2 separate regions of the Rattus norvegicus genome follow, and region 1 is linked to region 2. A link is a contact called in public Hi-C data. All regions are on one chromosome and are shown on one strand. Each heading gives the region's core, a stretch centred on a gene start, on an enhancer-like site or on the middle of the called end of the contact. The rest is flanking DNA. Distances are from core to core; before and after follow the strand shown.

What was found. A called contact is a pair of places that touch in the nucleus more often than the background predicts.
Region 1: a Hi-C map of liver shows a contact between it and region 2, with 6 times the contacts expected there. The contact joins two enhancer-like sites. A contact is called at or near these places in 3 of 12 Hi-C or Micro-C datasets (the A7r5 cell line, liver and mammary epithelial cells).

The regions. Positions count from the first base shown.
Region 1 is chr18:12,190,850-12,193,549 of GRCr8, reverse strand. No RefSeq gene overlaps it. Among named protein-coding and RNA genes, the nearest start is that of Ttr, 27 kb to the left of the region's middle. Within about 2 kb of position 1,254, at least 8 of the 93 cell types and tissues checked have an H3K27ac peak or open chromatin away from gene starts, as enhancers often do. A contact at or near this core is called in liver, where this site is marked.
Region 2 is chr18:11,624,200-11,626,899 of GRCr8, reverse strand. No RefSeq gene overlaps it. Among named protein-coding and RNA genes, the nearest start is that of Dsc3, 63 kb to the left of the region's middle. Within about 2 kb of position 1,284, at least 3 of the 93 cell types and tissues checked have an H3K27ac peak or open chromatin away from gene starts, as enhancers often do. A contact at or near this core is called in liver, where this site is marked.

The DNA of each region.
Region 1 (2,700 bases), core at 5-2,504, 570 kb before region 2:
CAGAAGGCTCTTCCAAAGAGCTGTCTGCTGAGACCTGGGTGTGGGACTGCACGGTATAGCCTTAACTGCCTCAGGCAAGTCTTCCCCAGAGCTGTCCTGTCGCTGTCTGCTTCTTCACTCTCAGCTTCTGTACCCCCACCAACCTCTGACCGGTGTGAGGTGAGCTCTGACCTGCTGATCCCTCTTCTGTGTATGCAGCCTCCCAATTATTACCAATCCTTTACTGCTCTGCAAAGACCTCCTACATGTCCTCTGTCCCTCTGCTTCTGGGGGGTAGGCCATGACAGGGAAACGAAGAGAACAAATCTCTCTGATAAGCCTTATCTTCCTTCCGTTCCTTCTTTTCCTCCTCTTGCCCATCTTCCCCACACCCCTCTGCCTTATACTGAACCCACAGCCTTATACCACCAGATGATCACCCCAGTGCCTCAGGACGCCCCCCAGCCTCTGTCTTGTCATCGATGGCTTCTTTGTCAGCTCTGGCTTCCATTTTCAGAATGAGTTCTTTATGACCCCTGCTTCCAATCCACAGTGAGCAAGGAGGGCTAAGGGTTGCACTTCTTAAGCTTTGAGTGGGTGCTGTGCACAGAACGAGGCATCAACCGATGTTTGTTTAACTGAATGCAGTTGTGCTGAAAAAGTAAACATCTGTTCTCAAAATTGCCCCCACCCGGCTGTGTCACTTGTCTGTCCAACCAGGAAATTTTTTTCAATGGCAACATTTTAAAGGTGATCAAATGTGCATGGTTGACAATCAGAATGCATTTTGTATTTCACCACCAAGAATGGTACAGTTTTGGTTTGACTATCATAACCGGGGCATCTTTTCACAGGCAATTTGTTTTTAAAATGGTTTTCCTTTGCATAGTATGTATGTGTGTATGAGAGAGTCTGTGAGCATATGTGTATGTGTGTATGTATGTCCATGAGTGTGTGTCTGTCAGTGTGTGTGTGTGTGTGTGTGTGTGTATGTGTGTGTGTGTGTGTGTGTGTGTGTGTGTGTGTGTGTACTCAAGTGTGGGAGTGTAGCAGCACACAGCTCTGCTCCTGTGGAGGTCAAAGGGCAGCTTCCCTTAGGTCTCTCCTTCCACTGATGAAGAAAGCTTGAATTGTCAGTCTGGTGTGACAAGAGCTTTTACTGTTTGGGCCATGGCTCTGGTCCATCATTGGCAATGGTAAAGCACCTCACATTATCTGGAAGGCCCATACTGAAGGAAAGGACCCATTTCTGCCAGTTTGCACCACTCGCTCATGAATCTACCAAATTTCTGACTTCTAGATTGGTTTGTGTTCCCCTTTTCTGCATGCGCAGTGCCATCCTGTGGCCACTGAGTGCATAGCACTTATATTTGCTTCTGCTAACATTTTTTTGGCGTAATTCTCCACCCCAACACCTCCCCCTGCCCCGCCCTCAACACACACACACACACACACACACACACACACACACACACACACACACACACACACAATATGCTAGTGATTGAACACAGCTCTGTCAGAGTTCCACCACTGTCTTTCTCTTTTGTGTGAGTTATTTCTGTACTAGGTAAACATATTCATAGTTTACAGCTAACTCAACTCCAGTTGGACTTACCTAGCAAGATATATTTGGAAGCAATTAAAATTTTTGTGTTTTGTGCATTTTCCAACGTCTCTCATTGCAGTACAGCAAGAGTTATTAACCTAGTGCTCTCTCTTTGATCCTATGTAAAACTCAGACAATGACAGAAGTGGCTATTTGGTATGACAAAACTCAGAAAGGTCCAACTGCAGAGGGATTATAAAAATAAACACACTTGGCTTATAGTATGTATCTGTTTCTTTTCTTATGACTGAAAGCAAATATTTGAGCAGGAGCAGCTTAAGGAGGCTCATGGTTTGAGGTTACAGCCCATGACGGTGAGGGTGGTGGTTGTGGGTGCTGGAGGCTTGGCAATGAAGGCAAGTTTTAGCTATGGTGGCAGGAGGTACTTCTTCACATGATTTGAAATGATTCTTCAAAGGGCAGGAAGTGTGTTGAAACAGGGAACTGGGCTAGGTTTTTCACCCTAAGATCCATCCCCCAGCAACTGACTTTGTTCCATGAGACCCAACTTCCCAAAGGTTTCACAACCCCCTCAAACTGTGAGCTGGGGTTCAAGTGTTGAAACACATGAAGACATTTCACATCTAAATATTACACAATAAGGGCTGAGGCAGCAAACGCAGTTGGAATCCTTGGCAATACCTAACTGTTTTTCCTCTCTCTTGAGACAGAGATCTCACTGCTACTGGTGTTGGTTGCTATTAGGGTTCAGTGGGTACCAAGTTCTGTGTCTCAGAACACAGAAATGTACAGACACAGTAAGAGCAGAAGCAGGGACAATTTCTCAGTAAAGGAACAACTTCTGTGGGAGGAAGTGGGCTCAAACAAAGAGTATAATAGCTTTAATGACCAGGTTGTGCAAAGAATTGTAAAAGGAATGATCTTTAATATAAATATAAACTGGATTAATCTGGTGACTACATATTATCCAGCTTATTCCCCAATAACCATACAGAGAGACTAAGATTTATTAAAATTGCATTCAGCTAAATACTGAGTAGCCATTACTCTGTTCTAAACCTCCAGGCTGGTCAGGCTCCCTCCAGACCATGTTCCCATTTTACTTGAAAAATTTCACCCTTTCTTGGTTCTGTTCTCATTTCCTGATGTTT
Region 2 (2,700 bases), core at 35-2,534:
GCCTCTGTAGTTCCACTTCCGGCTAACTGTTCTTGTTAAGTGAAGTGTGTCAATCCAGAACATGTCTTCTTGTGCTTAAAATCTCCCTGTTGAGAAACGTTCAGTACTACAGTGGGGTCCCAAGTACCCATTGTAGTCACTGGCAGGCTAATAAAGACCTTCTTTTGGCATACAACCCTGTCTGAGCCGTCTTCTCTGGTGAATATGCCACGACGCTATCCATCCATGTTTACTAGCATGTAACAAGGTACCAAGTCAATATCAAAGGGATGTACATGCCCCTCAAACTCTCCGTGTAGCTGAGGAGAACCTTAAATTTCTAACCCTCTTGCATCTACCTCCCAAGTGTTAGGAAGTCCAAATGTGCAACTCCATGCCCATCCTAAGCCAATATTTATTATTACTTAATTATTTTATTTATTTACATCTCAAACGTTTCCCCACCAGGTCCCGCCTCTAACAATGTTTATTATGGCAGAATGGTGTAAATTTGAATTCATTGATGATACGCTCTAGATCTAGCCCTAGATAGAATCAATGCAGACCCATTTTGAGTCTAAAGCGTGATCTAATGTATGACCACTAGATGGCACTCTATATCGATGAATTTTGTAGTTTTCCTTGCTCCTGTTACAGGATGGACAAATTTTCATGCACTGAAATATTTTAAGACAAATTGAGTGACTTATATTAGTTGAAGCACATGAAGAAACTTTTCAGATAATACTGAAATAGATTTTTTTGTAATTTGTTGGAATTTCTACTCTGTTAATGTTTTGGGTTACAGCTAAGTAGCCAGCATTTCTGGCACCAAACTGTCAATGTTGTGTGTGGGAGATGGTATGATTCTTGCAAGAAAATATTGATTTTAGGTTTCAGTCATATGTGGAAACAAGTTTTAGTAGCAGCATTTACAACGTTGAATTGATTAAAGGTACTAGCCCACCCCTACAAGTCCCCAGGGAATATTTCCTTGGCTCAAAAAAAAAAAAAAATAGTATGGAGATTCCCTTTTCCCCTCAAAGGGAGGGTTGTGGGATTCCCAGATGGAGACCTTACAGTGCAGCACTTTCTTATGGCCATTCCACAGGGGAAGAGCATGCTCGATATTATTTGTAAGTCAGTGCTGTATCAATCTCTCCATTGAAACATTCTATCCTGCCGACGATCATTAAACAGGAAGGTTAAAAAACTCAAACTAGCTTCAGGAAGCTAGCCAGATTCCTGGAACTGGCCAGATTGACTAGGCTCCTCCCTGCCAGAGTTAGTAATAAAAGCCAAGAGTCCCTCTCCAATGAAGTGGAACTGAGCTTCAAAGAAGACACCAGTCCAGCTGCCTGGAAAAGGCTTTGAGTAGAGTCACTCGGAAAGGATACTCTTCAACCCACTGAGCTGCCTGCAGGCTGTGCAGTGAGATCCAGGTTCCCAGTCTTTATGAACTGTCTGTCACCTGTGCTATGGTGAGCTTTGGTGATACAACTGTGAGTCATTTGTGTCCCTATGAGTAACCCCTCACCCATATTCCTGTAAATAACTCCAACAAATGCATTGGCTTACTAGGTCGGACTCTGGTGGTGCCCACACTTTGATGTGTTGTGGGATCGGAGTGTGGGATCAGAGTGAGTGGATGTGTGTATTGTGTCCCCCTAGGAACATTTCTGTCACACAACACCCAGGAGAGAAATACCATGTGAAGTGAGTGTAGATTACCTATAGAAATAGGAAATAAATTTAACCTAAGATAAACCCAAACCACCAATGGTGAATTCTCGAACATTAGTGTTCCAATCCTAAAAGTATTTTTAACATCACACATTGCCATTTTAAGGCTGCAGGAAGTACTTAACATTGGTTAGATCATTAATGGAGCTTGGAGGTAAATTACATCTTGTTTGCAAGGGGTAACTGGGAATAAGCCAATGTCAGTGAGCCAAACTGAGCTGATACAAACAGAAAAAAGAAAGCACAAGCCCAGGGCTGTCACAGGCTGTCACAGGTACATCTTCCACACCTCTGTGGAATGCTATTTTTACTACAGGTTTATGTGCTGATTAATAAGCTTGTGGGATTAATAAACTGAAAGCACAAAGGACAGATTCTGCCTCATTGTTTACTGGATTAAATAGAAAAAGAAAATCTCTTGGTGAGCTGTCACTGCGGCCACATACGGGTGCAATTAAACCCACACCCATGTCGTCCATGAGGAGACTTGATAGTGGTACCGTGCCTTGGGCAGAAAGGGATTCAAGTCTGATTAATCACTTCTGCGGGTTGATTTTAAATTAAGCGATCAGGTTTGATTTATTGTTCTTTGCTGCCATCCTGTGGACATCTGAGATATGAATCAAGTGGAGGAATGAATGACTTGAGCTCTCTGCTTTGAGGAGCAACGTGGCAACAGATGTCTGAGTTGGGCACGCTCCTTCTGTCTGCAGAAAGAATGGCCTTAAGTGGCATTCATTCATTCTCTCTGTCCTTCACTCCTAGAAGGAACAGATCTACTTTAAAATGGTCTTTGCATAATGCATGGAGGAGAAAAGTCTCGAGAGGATTTACAAAATTCAGAGAAATGACGGTCTCTTATTCTTAAATATTTCTGTTGGGGTGGGGCATCTATTTCCACCTTAATTTTCATCTGATCGGGAGAACTCATTCTTTTCTGTATAGTCTGTCTAAACTAGGCTTTGAAAAAATATCAGT